Regions from separate parts of the Mus musculus genome. Here region 2 is linked to region 1. The links are chromatin contacts, called in public Micro-C maps. All regions are on one chromosome and are shown on one strand. Each heading gives the region's core, a stretch centred on a gene start, on an enhancer-like site or on the middle of the called end of the contact. The rest is flanking DNA. Distances are from core to core; before and after follow the strand shown. Region 1 holds the start of Kdm7a (lysine (K)-specific demethylase 7A). Region 2 holds the start of Clec2l (C-type lectin domain family 2, member L).

What was found. A called contact is a pair of places that touch in the nucleus more often than the background predicts.
Region 2: a Micro-C map of embryonic stem cells shows a contact between it and region 1, with 5 times the contacts expected there. The contact joins the promoter of Clec2l here to the promoter of Kdm7a in region 1. A contact is called at or near these places in 6 of 39 promoter capture datasets (cranial neural crest, hematopoietic stem and progenitor cells, hippocampal neurons and 2 more) and 1 of 484 Hi-C or Micro-C datasets (embryonic stem cells).

Annotation. Positions count from the first base shown.
Region 1 is chr6:39,204,898-39,209,453 of GRCm38.p6, forward strand. It overlaps Kdm7a (lysine (K)-specific demethylase 7A), which reads right to left and starts at 1,876. Exons shown (of 20, transcript NM_001033430.4): 1 at 1,544-1,876. The coding sequence starts at 1,737.
Region 2 is chr6:38,661,111-38,665,666 of GRCm38.p6, forward strand. Clec2l (C-type lectin domain family 2, member L) reads left to right here and starts at 1,959. Exons shown (of 5, transcript NM_001101507.1): 1 at 1,959-2,306. The coding sequence starts at 2,126. RefSeq lists an enhancer at 2,891-4,073.

The sequences.
Region 1 (4,556 bases), core at 626-3,125:
TATAATCAAAATCTAGGGAAACATTTTACTAAGTGACATTACCCTTCAGCTTTTATCAGACTGTTGAAGCTTGCCTTTACAAAAATGAGCACATTACCCCTCTTTTAAAGTGATACGTTTGTGTATGCTATCTGTTGTCAGAGTCCTGTAACTTTAAAACTCGGTAAATTTAACTGCACTTGAAAATTAAGTCAAACTCTACGCAGTTAGTTGTCAACACTGAAAGAACCCTGTAATTTCAATGGTTTTCTCTCCCCAGACCAGTAGAGGGAGACTAAGACATCTGGCCTGGTGGTGCAATGTTTCTGTAATATTGGGGAGGGGGAGCGGAGGCTGTATTTAAATGTCCTGCTGTCAATCAAAGGATACTTCCTACAACCACAGTCACCATATCAGCTCTAACTCCCAAGCGGGCTCTCGTCAAGATACAACATACAACGGTGCCCAGAAAACCTGCCTCACCTAAAGGTGACCGCAGGCTTTGCCACAACACCCAAATAAGGACTTTGGGAGCCCAACCCCAACTAGTTTCTTTGTTTAAATGCCTGCGAATCCCTCCCACGCCGGAGTCAAGAGGCTCTGGCGCCGCCCTTTATTAGCCTCACACTTTGATTACAAAACACACGAGTCGGCGGCCTGGCTGCGGAGGCGGCCCGAGCTCTCCCAAACGTCAAACCTGCGGTGCGGCGGCGGCGGCGGCATCGGAGGGCATCGTCCGCCACCGCACCGCCCCAAAGTTGGATGGCCGCAGTGCCCAGGCCACCGCGGCGGGCCGTCCGGGTGTCGCCAGAGACGCACTCACTGTAAAGTTTGAGGCGCTACAGCGACGCCCGGGAGGGTCTGCGGCGACGTCCCCTCGGCCCGGCCCGCCCGCCCCCCCCCCCCGGCCATAGGGGGTGTGTTGCGGGGTGGGCCAGCGGCTGGCCAAACTGTGCCGTGACGGGGCCCCGCACCTCGCGAGTGCCACATCTGTTGCTCTGTTTACTCGCGCCCGTCGTCCCACCGCCCCGTCCCGCCGCCCGAGGAAGTTTGATAAAGAGAGAAGGGGGCGCGACGGGACCCGCGGCGGGGGCGACCCGCGACCGGACCGAGCCGCGGCCGCCCGGAAGCGCAGCAAGCGCGGCGGCTGGCGAGGGCAGGCACGGGGCGAAGGGAGCCCGGGACACAGCAGTGGGCGGCAGCCAGGGCGGTGGGGGGACCGCGGGCTGCGGGCCTGCCTTCGCTCCTCCGCCACCCGAGCCGTGCCGCCCACCGCGTCCCCTCAACCGGGCTTCCCCTGCCAACTTCTCTGCCGGCCCCTTTGTTCCTGTTTGTTGTGGCGACTCTTCGCCCGGGCCGGCCGAGCCCACCGGCTCCGTTCCGCAGCCTGCCGGGCAACCGGGGGCCCCCGCTCTCGCCTCCACCCGGCCCGGACACTCGGTGCCTAAGAGTCGGGACGTGGGGAGCGACGCGGCAGCCGAGCCCGAGGGAGGCGCAGGCGGCAGCGGCAGCGGCTGGTCGGTGACCGCAGGCGACGGCGGTGGGACTGAGGGGGTTTATTTACCTGCCGTGGAACCAGTCCTTGCAGACATCGCACTCGATCATGAAGCGGTTCACGTCGTACGGCTGCCGGCATACACAGTACACGGGCGGAGGCGGAGGGGGCGCCGAGGCCCGACCCGGAGCGGACACCGACCCCGCTGCCGCGGCGGCTCCAGCTGCTGCTCCCGCGGCCACCGCCGCCGCCGCTCCGGCCATCTTTAAAAAACACACACACACGCTCGCTCCTCCGCTCGCTGACTGGAGCGAGCGCAGCCGCCAGCCAGCGCCGCCTCCTGCAGCAGCCGGAGCAGCAGCCCCGGCGGCGGCGGCGGCGGCAGCAGCAGCGGCGGCGGCTGCGGCGGCGGCGTCTTAGTGCGCGCGCGCGAGCGAGCAAGGTCGCGGCTCAGGGGCGGGGGCGGCGCGCGCGCGCGCGACGCGCGAGGCCCGTCGGCTGCTTCCGGCGCTCAGCGCGGGGCCGTGCGTCCCGCGCACGTTCTCGGTCTCCGCGCGCGCTCCCTGGCACCTTCCGCGGCGACCTGCGCGGCGACCCGCAGCGGGGCTGGCGGTCCGGGGAGGGGGCGGAGACGCCGTGAGGGCACGCGCCGCAGTGGCGGCGGCGGGCGCGCGACTGCAGACGGAGGAGGAGGAGGACGGCGGGAGCGTGCGTGGAGCGGGTCTCGCCGTCCTCACTGCTCCCCGAGTGGAAGCCCAGGCTCGCGGGGGAAGTTCCTGCCGTGTGAAAAGGTGGATGCTGTGGCTGTATTCTGAGGCGGAGAAGCTCGGAAGTTTCAGCCCTCCAGGGTCGCTTCGCTTCGCGTCACTTAGCAGCCGCCCACTGAGGATGCCACCCCCGTCCTGCGTGGGCCCCGACCGGGGTGACACGTCAAGCAGTTGTGCCTCCCGAGGTGGAGGAACGCCTTGTGAAACGCACTCAAACTTCCGAAAGCGTCGCGCCCAAATTCCCAGAGAGCAACTTGGAAATCTGTGTGTTGATTGGAGCCGCTGTTGTGGGGGGGGGGAAGAACGTGGTCTCCAGGAGGAATTCCGTTAATATCTGTCGCCAAGGGGGAACCAGGCTTGAGATGGGGTTGGTGAGAGGAATGAAGAACCGGTGTTTTTATAAATAACACAACTTGGCTGTGACTGCTCTGCTCTGCTCTGCTAATTGGGGAAGTGGGGAGAAAATTTTGAAACGTCTTTTCCCTGGGAAGGGAGATGCTACCAAAAAGAAAAAAAAAATCCTTTAGGAGTTCTCTGCGCAACACAGGCCATCACTGTTTTTTTAGTCAAAGGTGAAGCTGAATCAGATGTGAGGTGATAAACTGAGGAATAAAACTACCCAACAAATTTAGAATAGAGAAAAGTGAATAGAATGTTAAGGATTATCAAATCAACTTGGAAGCTGAATCTCTGTGAGCATTTATATCCAGAGAAAGCAATAAAGCTCCCTGGGTAACTTATGTTTTGGAACATGAACAGGTGAGTCAACTCACCGTCCCCAGGCAGTGACGCTCCCTGGTTTAGTCTAGCCTTTATTTTTATTTTTATTTTTTTTCTTTTAGTGGAGGAAATCGAGTAAATTGCCACAATCTCAGAATTGGAACTAAACTTGTTTCTCCGTTATATGCCCAATCCTTTCTGTACTACACAGATGTATGTTTCTCACATACATCACAAGAAAAGAAAGGCCTGAAAATCATGGTTGACACAAACCCAATAAATTTGAAGCATATGTAATTTTAGTATCGTGGCTCAACAAATTCCTGAAAGATCTATTAAAAATTATAGCTAATAATGCCTCTTTTAATTACCTCACTCAGGCAGAAGAGAAAAAGGAGGGAAAGAAGAAAAGCAAAAGGAAGTTATTTATTTAATGTGTCTTAAAGAGGGTGTGTGCGGACTGCACAAGACAACCAGTGAGTGAAAGGCAGCCAAAGCTATCTCATGGAAGCCAGGGGCGTCCATGCAGAAAGCAGCCTGGTACACAGTGTTCTCTGAGGGCACACCTGGCTTTAGAAGAGTAACACCGAGTAGAGAATAAAGAGAGGATTGGTTATATACAGCATGTTGTTTCAATAGGTAATTATACTAAGGAAACAGGAGTTCGGTTTCTCCCTCTTGAAAAGGAGAGCTACAAATATGGAAGAAGAAAACTAGAGCACTTTTCCTGGTAGACTAGTAATAGCAGAACCAATCTCTATTTGTAGAAGTACGAACATACTCTGTCCATTCAGAGAATCTGTGAGCAAATGAATCCATAGAACACTGAGTCCAGAGTTTGACTTCTAAATATAATTCCTCATTTTTCTTAGCAAAATAGTTCACTCCAGGACTGGGAAAGAAAAAAAGAAGCAAGATAAAGCCTTAGTTGTGTCAGATAAAAAAATATATATAAGCAAAAACTAATAAGGCATGTCAAAAAGATATAGGCCAACTTGCATTTCTTGGCCTGAATTGAAAAATAAATGCAGCCAGGCTTGGTGGCACACACCTTTAATTCCAGCACTTGGGAGGCAGAGGCAGGTGAATTTCTGAGTTCGAGGCCAGCCTGGTCTACAGAATGAGTTCCAGGACATCCAGGGCTACACAGAGAAACCCTGTCTCGAAAAACCAAAAAAAAAAAAAAAAAAAAAAAAAGAAAGAAAAATAAATGTGCTTCATGATATTGTGTGTGAGACAGAGACAGAGAAATCCCATGCTCTCTCTCTCTCTCTCTCTCTCTCTCTCTCTCTCTCTCACACACACACACACACACACACACACACACACACACACACTTGTGGAAGAAAACCTTCCAGAGTCAGTTCTCATCTTCCACTGTTCCTTCTGTAGGTTGGGCAAGCTCATGTCCTCAGCCTGCATGGCAAGCTCTTCTGCCTGCCAAACCATCTCACTGGCCCAGAGTGGTGGTGGTGGTGGTAATGATCATGCCCATCAAATAACACAGGAAGTCACACAGGTGTAAAATATATAAATTGAAAGTTTGATAAGGATTGTAACATACATAATTTCAAGTAAATCCCCACAAAATTCTT
Region 2 (4,556 bases), core at 709-3,208, 540 kb before region 1:
GTTCTAAAGTAGAGAACATGGCCAGTCTTAGTCCAGGAGGATTAAGAGGGAACAACTACTGTGCTTGGCATTCACATTCCACCTCCTTCTAACACAACTCCTGCATCACCACCACCACCATCACCACCACCACCATCATCACCATCATCACCACCATCACCACCACCATCACCACCATGACCACCATCACCGTCACTATCACTATCATCATCTACACAGGGTCTTTAGCTCTGACTGCCCTTGAACTTACTATGTAATCAAGGATAACCTTGAATAACACCCAATTAATAAGGTTTCAGGGGTAGAACCCAGGGCTTTGTGCATACTAGGTATTTTAGTTACTTTTCTATTGCTGTGAAAACACATCATGACCAGCACAACCTATAGAAGAAAGAGTTTATAGGGATCTTACAATTCCAGGGAGTTAGAATCCAGGGCCATCACAGCAAAAAGCATGGCAGTAGCCAGGCGGGTCTGGTGCTAGAGTAGTAGCTGAGAGCTCACATCACATCCACAAGCAAACACACACACACACACACACACACACACACACACACACATGGGGTGTGGGAGCACGCACTGAGAATTACCCACACTGGAGGCTGAGACTATGGTAGATTCCTAGAGGTCAGAGAAGAGGTTAGGAAAGGTCACAGAGGGCATCTGACCTACAAGATGCCTCACATCTCCATGACAACCACAAATCTGCCACGGCTGCTTCAGGAACTCCCTTGGCCCTTTTGATTGGTTATTTCTTGAGACAGGACCTCGCTATACATTTCAGTTTGGCCTCAGTCTATGTAGCCCACCCAGGCAGACCTCGAACTCTCAATTCTTCTGCTTTGTGTCCCAAGCAGTTGGATGACTGGCTTGGGCTCCCAGGCCCATCTGTGCCCTAGGCTTCCTGAAGTCCATTCTCAGCTGGCTGGGACATGTGACAAGTTCCTGCAGCTTAGCTAGGCTGTGATGACACATGAGTGTCATCCGGCACTTGGGAGGAAGAGGCAGGGGGACAGTTGCTGGAGGCTAGCCTGGTCTACTGCGAGCCCCAGGCCAGCCAGAGTTATAAGTGAGATTCAGTCTCAAAACTCTCAGAAGAGAGGCAGAGGGAATGACTCCGTAGGCAAAGTGCTTGTGGCACAGGCCTAAGGACTAAGTTCAGATCCCCAGTGCTCAAGTAAAAAGTTGCATTGGTGTTGAGCAGCTAACCCAGCAGTGGGAAGTGGGAGGTGGGGTGGGGAGACAGACCTATCCGTAAAGCAGGTTGACCAGCTCACTTTAGTTGAATTGGTGGGCCCCAAGTTGAATGAGGGAACCTGGCTCAAGAAAAAAAAAAAAAAAGATGGTATCAAGTGTGGAGGTGTATGACTTTAATCTCAGCACTTGAGGGGAAGAGGCAGGCTAGAGTCAGAGGCCATCCAGGTCTATATAGCAAGTTCTAGGGCTGCATAGTGATATCCTATATTTAAAAATAAAAAGAAAAGTGGAGAGTGAATATACCCAATGAAGACCTCCGGCTTCTATGTGCAAACGTTAACAGTCACACAGAGACAAAATGTGGAGAAAAGTCCCTGAACCGCAATAGATGGTCAGTATGGCTCTCTGGTTGCAGTGCTGCTTGGCCCTGTCCCCTTGGACCATGGCAGCGCTGAGTCGGGGATGCGGTGGGGGTGGGGGTGACAAGTCCCAGCCCCCATCCTTGTTCTCTGCCTCCAAGGCACCCCAGGAGCAGCCTTCCCAGGTCCTTGTCTTGGGAAACTCCCCCCACTTTAGAAGATGCCCAGCAGCTGACTCTGGAGGAGGAGCACCTTGGCTCACAGCTGCGAGGGAGCCGGTGGCGGGGCCAGTGGCCTGGGCTGTCTTTCCTCCCCGCAACCCCGCCCCGCGGTCGCGGCTCCCTCGCAGCCCGGGCTCCTCCCCCGCGCGGGGCTCGGCGCGCAGGCTGCGGCGCGCACGGCGGGGACCTGAGCGTCTCCGGCGCGGGAGCCGGGCTCAGCCCCGGCTTGCGGACGTCGCGGTCCCGGAGTACCGAGCCGGCCTGGGCGGCCCGCGGGGCGCGCGCAGCGCGGAGTGCGCGTGGGGCCGGGCTCTGCTGCCCGGTGCAGGAGCGCGCGCGCGTCGCGGCATGGAGCCGGCCCGGGAGCCCCCCGCGCGCGCCCGCCCGCCGCCCCCCGCAGCTCGTCCCGCGCCCGCTGCGCCCAGGCCGCGCTCTCCAGCGGAGGCAGAGGCCCGTGGCCCAGAGGGGCTGCTGAGGCGATCCGGGTCAGGCTACGAGGGCAGCACCAGCTGGAAGGCGGCCTTGGAGGGTAAGCGCTCAGCCTTCCATCCCCGGTCCCTGAGTCAAGACCCAGGAAATGGCCAGTCACCTTGACAGCTCGCAGAGGAATGGATCAGGGGGATTCGTTAGTATCAGGGGAGGCAGATGTCACTATGGGAGGGGAAAGGGGTCCCTGGGGACCACCTCAGGTCATTGTTTTGACAAATCTTTGCTGCCAAATCCCTCTTTGACCTTGGAGCAAGCTTTATGCTCCAAACCTTAGTTGGGTCCGAAAGTGAAGCACCTTCGTGGCAGCCTGAATCTCTAGTAGAGAAAACATTTAGTGCCTCATAAAAGCAAAAGCTTTGATTCCCTGCACCTTGGGGGCGCCCTGCTAGTGATGGGGTTGATGGAGAGGAAACCCCAGAGGACTTTCCTAACCATTCTGGGATGCCACCAATTCCTTCTTGTTATACTGGCTCAGGGAGTGACCTCAGGCTATCTAGAAGACACTGAGCGAAGAGACTTCATTCAGTTCACAAACTGTTTTAGGAAACTTGGGTTGGCGTCCAGTGAGTGGTGAGTGTTGCTCGGGAGATGCAGGAGTTGGACACAGGGAGGGTCAGCTTCCAGGTACTTCTCACGCTTCTACCTAGTAGGAACTGGATAGCGTTAACTAGGGGCTGAGTCAGAGGAGGGCATCTCAGAGTAGGACATCTTTTGGGGGTGTGGAACAGACAGGAGAGGGTGCACTAGGTCAAGGAATGACGACAGGAGGTGGCTGGAATTAGCCAGTTCCTTGTGGATAACTGAACCCTAGGGTGCTGGGTGCTGATGAGGGCATGAGAAAAGAGGGATGGAGGGGGAGAGAGAATATGAGCAAGAGATCTGAGAGACCACCCAGGCCAGGCTACAGAAGTTTGTTGTTGTTTTGTTTGTTTGAAGGTGCTGCCGAGGGGTTAAGTCAGCAGATCTCCATGGGGAGGACCTGCTGTGGAAGGCTGCGTAGTGAGGAAGGTGGGTGGTGGCCTGGAAGGGACAAGGCCACCTGTGCCCAGATAGGCGATGGGGCAGCAGAGCATGAAGAACCTTTGGCTGAAGTCTGTGTGCCAGGGCCAGGCACTGCCTGTGGAGGGCTGTGCAGACTCTAAGGAAGTCTAATAGTGGGTAGGAACCATGGAGGTGAGGACACAGTTTCCCCGGATGCAAGGTATTACAAAGGACCACCAGAAGCTTGGGTGGGCTTAAAGGCCAATCAGCCCTTCTGGGATGCATGTTTCTGGTTAGTGGTTGGGTTTTCCCAGGGACCTAAGCTTGCCTCCTACCAATGGTATTTCTTATGTCATTCCCTCCCTAGTCTGTATTTCTTCATTTTTTGGGGGGGGGTATTTGAAAGGGTCAGCTCTACTAACCTTTACCCTTAACCCCACTGGGTAGAGCTATTTCAGGGAAGTGTGGCTGGCTGGCTCTGGCTTTATCTCTGGCCCTGAATATATTGACTCTTGTCCTTCCTACTGCCAGTATGGCTGACTGACCCTGCCTGTCCACTGGTCACACACTGGGATGGAGGAAAGCAGGCCTCTCTCTGTGGTGGTCCAGCACATCACCCTTCTTGGCATCTTCTTGTAGTGCAGCCTTGTGTCATCTGAACTAGGACCACTGATATCACTGATATTGCCATTGCTCTTCCTTTGGCCTCTGGTGCACATAAGAGCCCTCTCCCTGCCCCTGAACCCCCACCATGGCTCTCGGGGGCTTGGTGTCTTGGCCTGATGACTATTCTGTTTTAGTTCTCTTGGTGCCCTACCTCCATTCAAAGAGGAGAGTCAGGGGCTTGGGATTTGTTCTCATCAGTGGCTGCCACCATATGGGGCCTTTAAGCTGGCTTGTTCTTTCTATGGTGCTAAGACACCATCTTAGGCCCTGGGCATATCCAGCCCTCACAGAGATCCTAGAATAGTCTGGTGAGGTGCAGAGAGATGGTCAACATGAGCTACTGTCCCAGCTGGTAGGCTTCACTTATTTACGCCCCACCTTTCTCGTCTGTGAACCATGGCAAGATTTCCACCTCACGGTGCTAATCAGAGAAAGGTCTGGAGTGTAGGCTCAGTTGTGGTGGCTCCTTTCCCAGCTCCCTGAACATAGAACCCGACAGCCTGGGTGAGGGAGGAGTCCAGGGAGCAAGGATGGCCAGCCTCTCGGATGGGGTCCTTTGAGTTGAGTTCTTTGAGCCCTCACTTCAGTTCACAGGTGATCCTGGGGTCCCAGTGGGTTTGCAGCCTCTGCTTAGTCTGGCCCC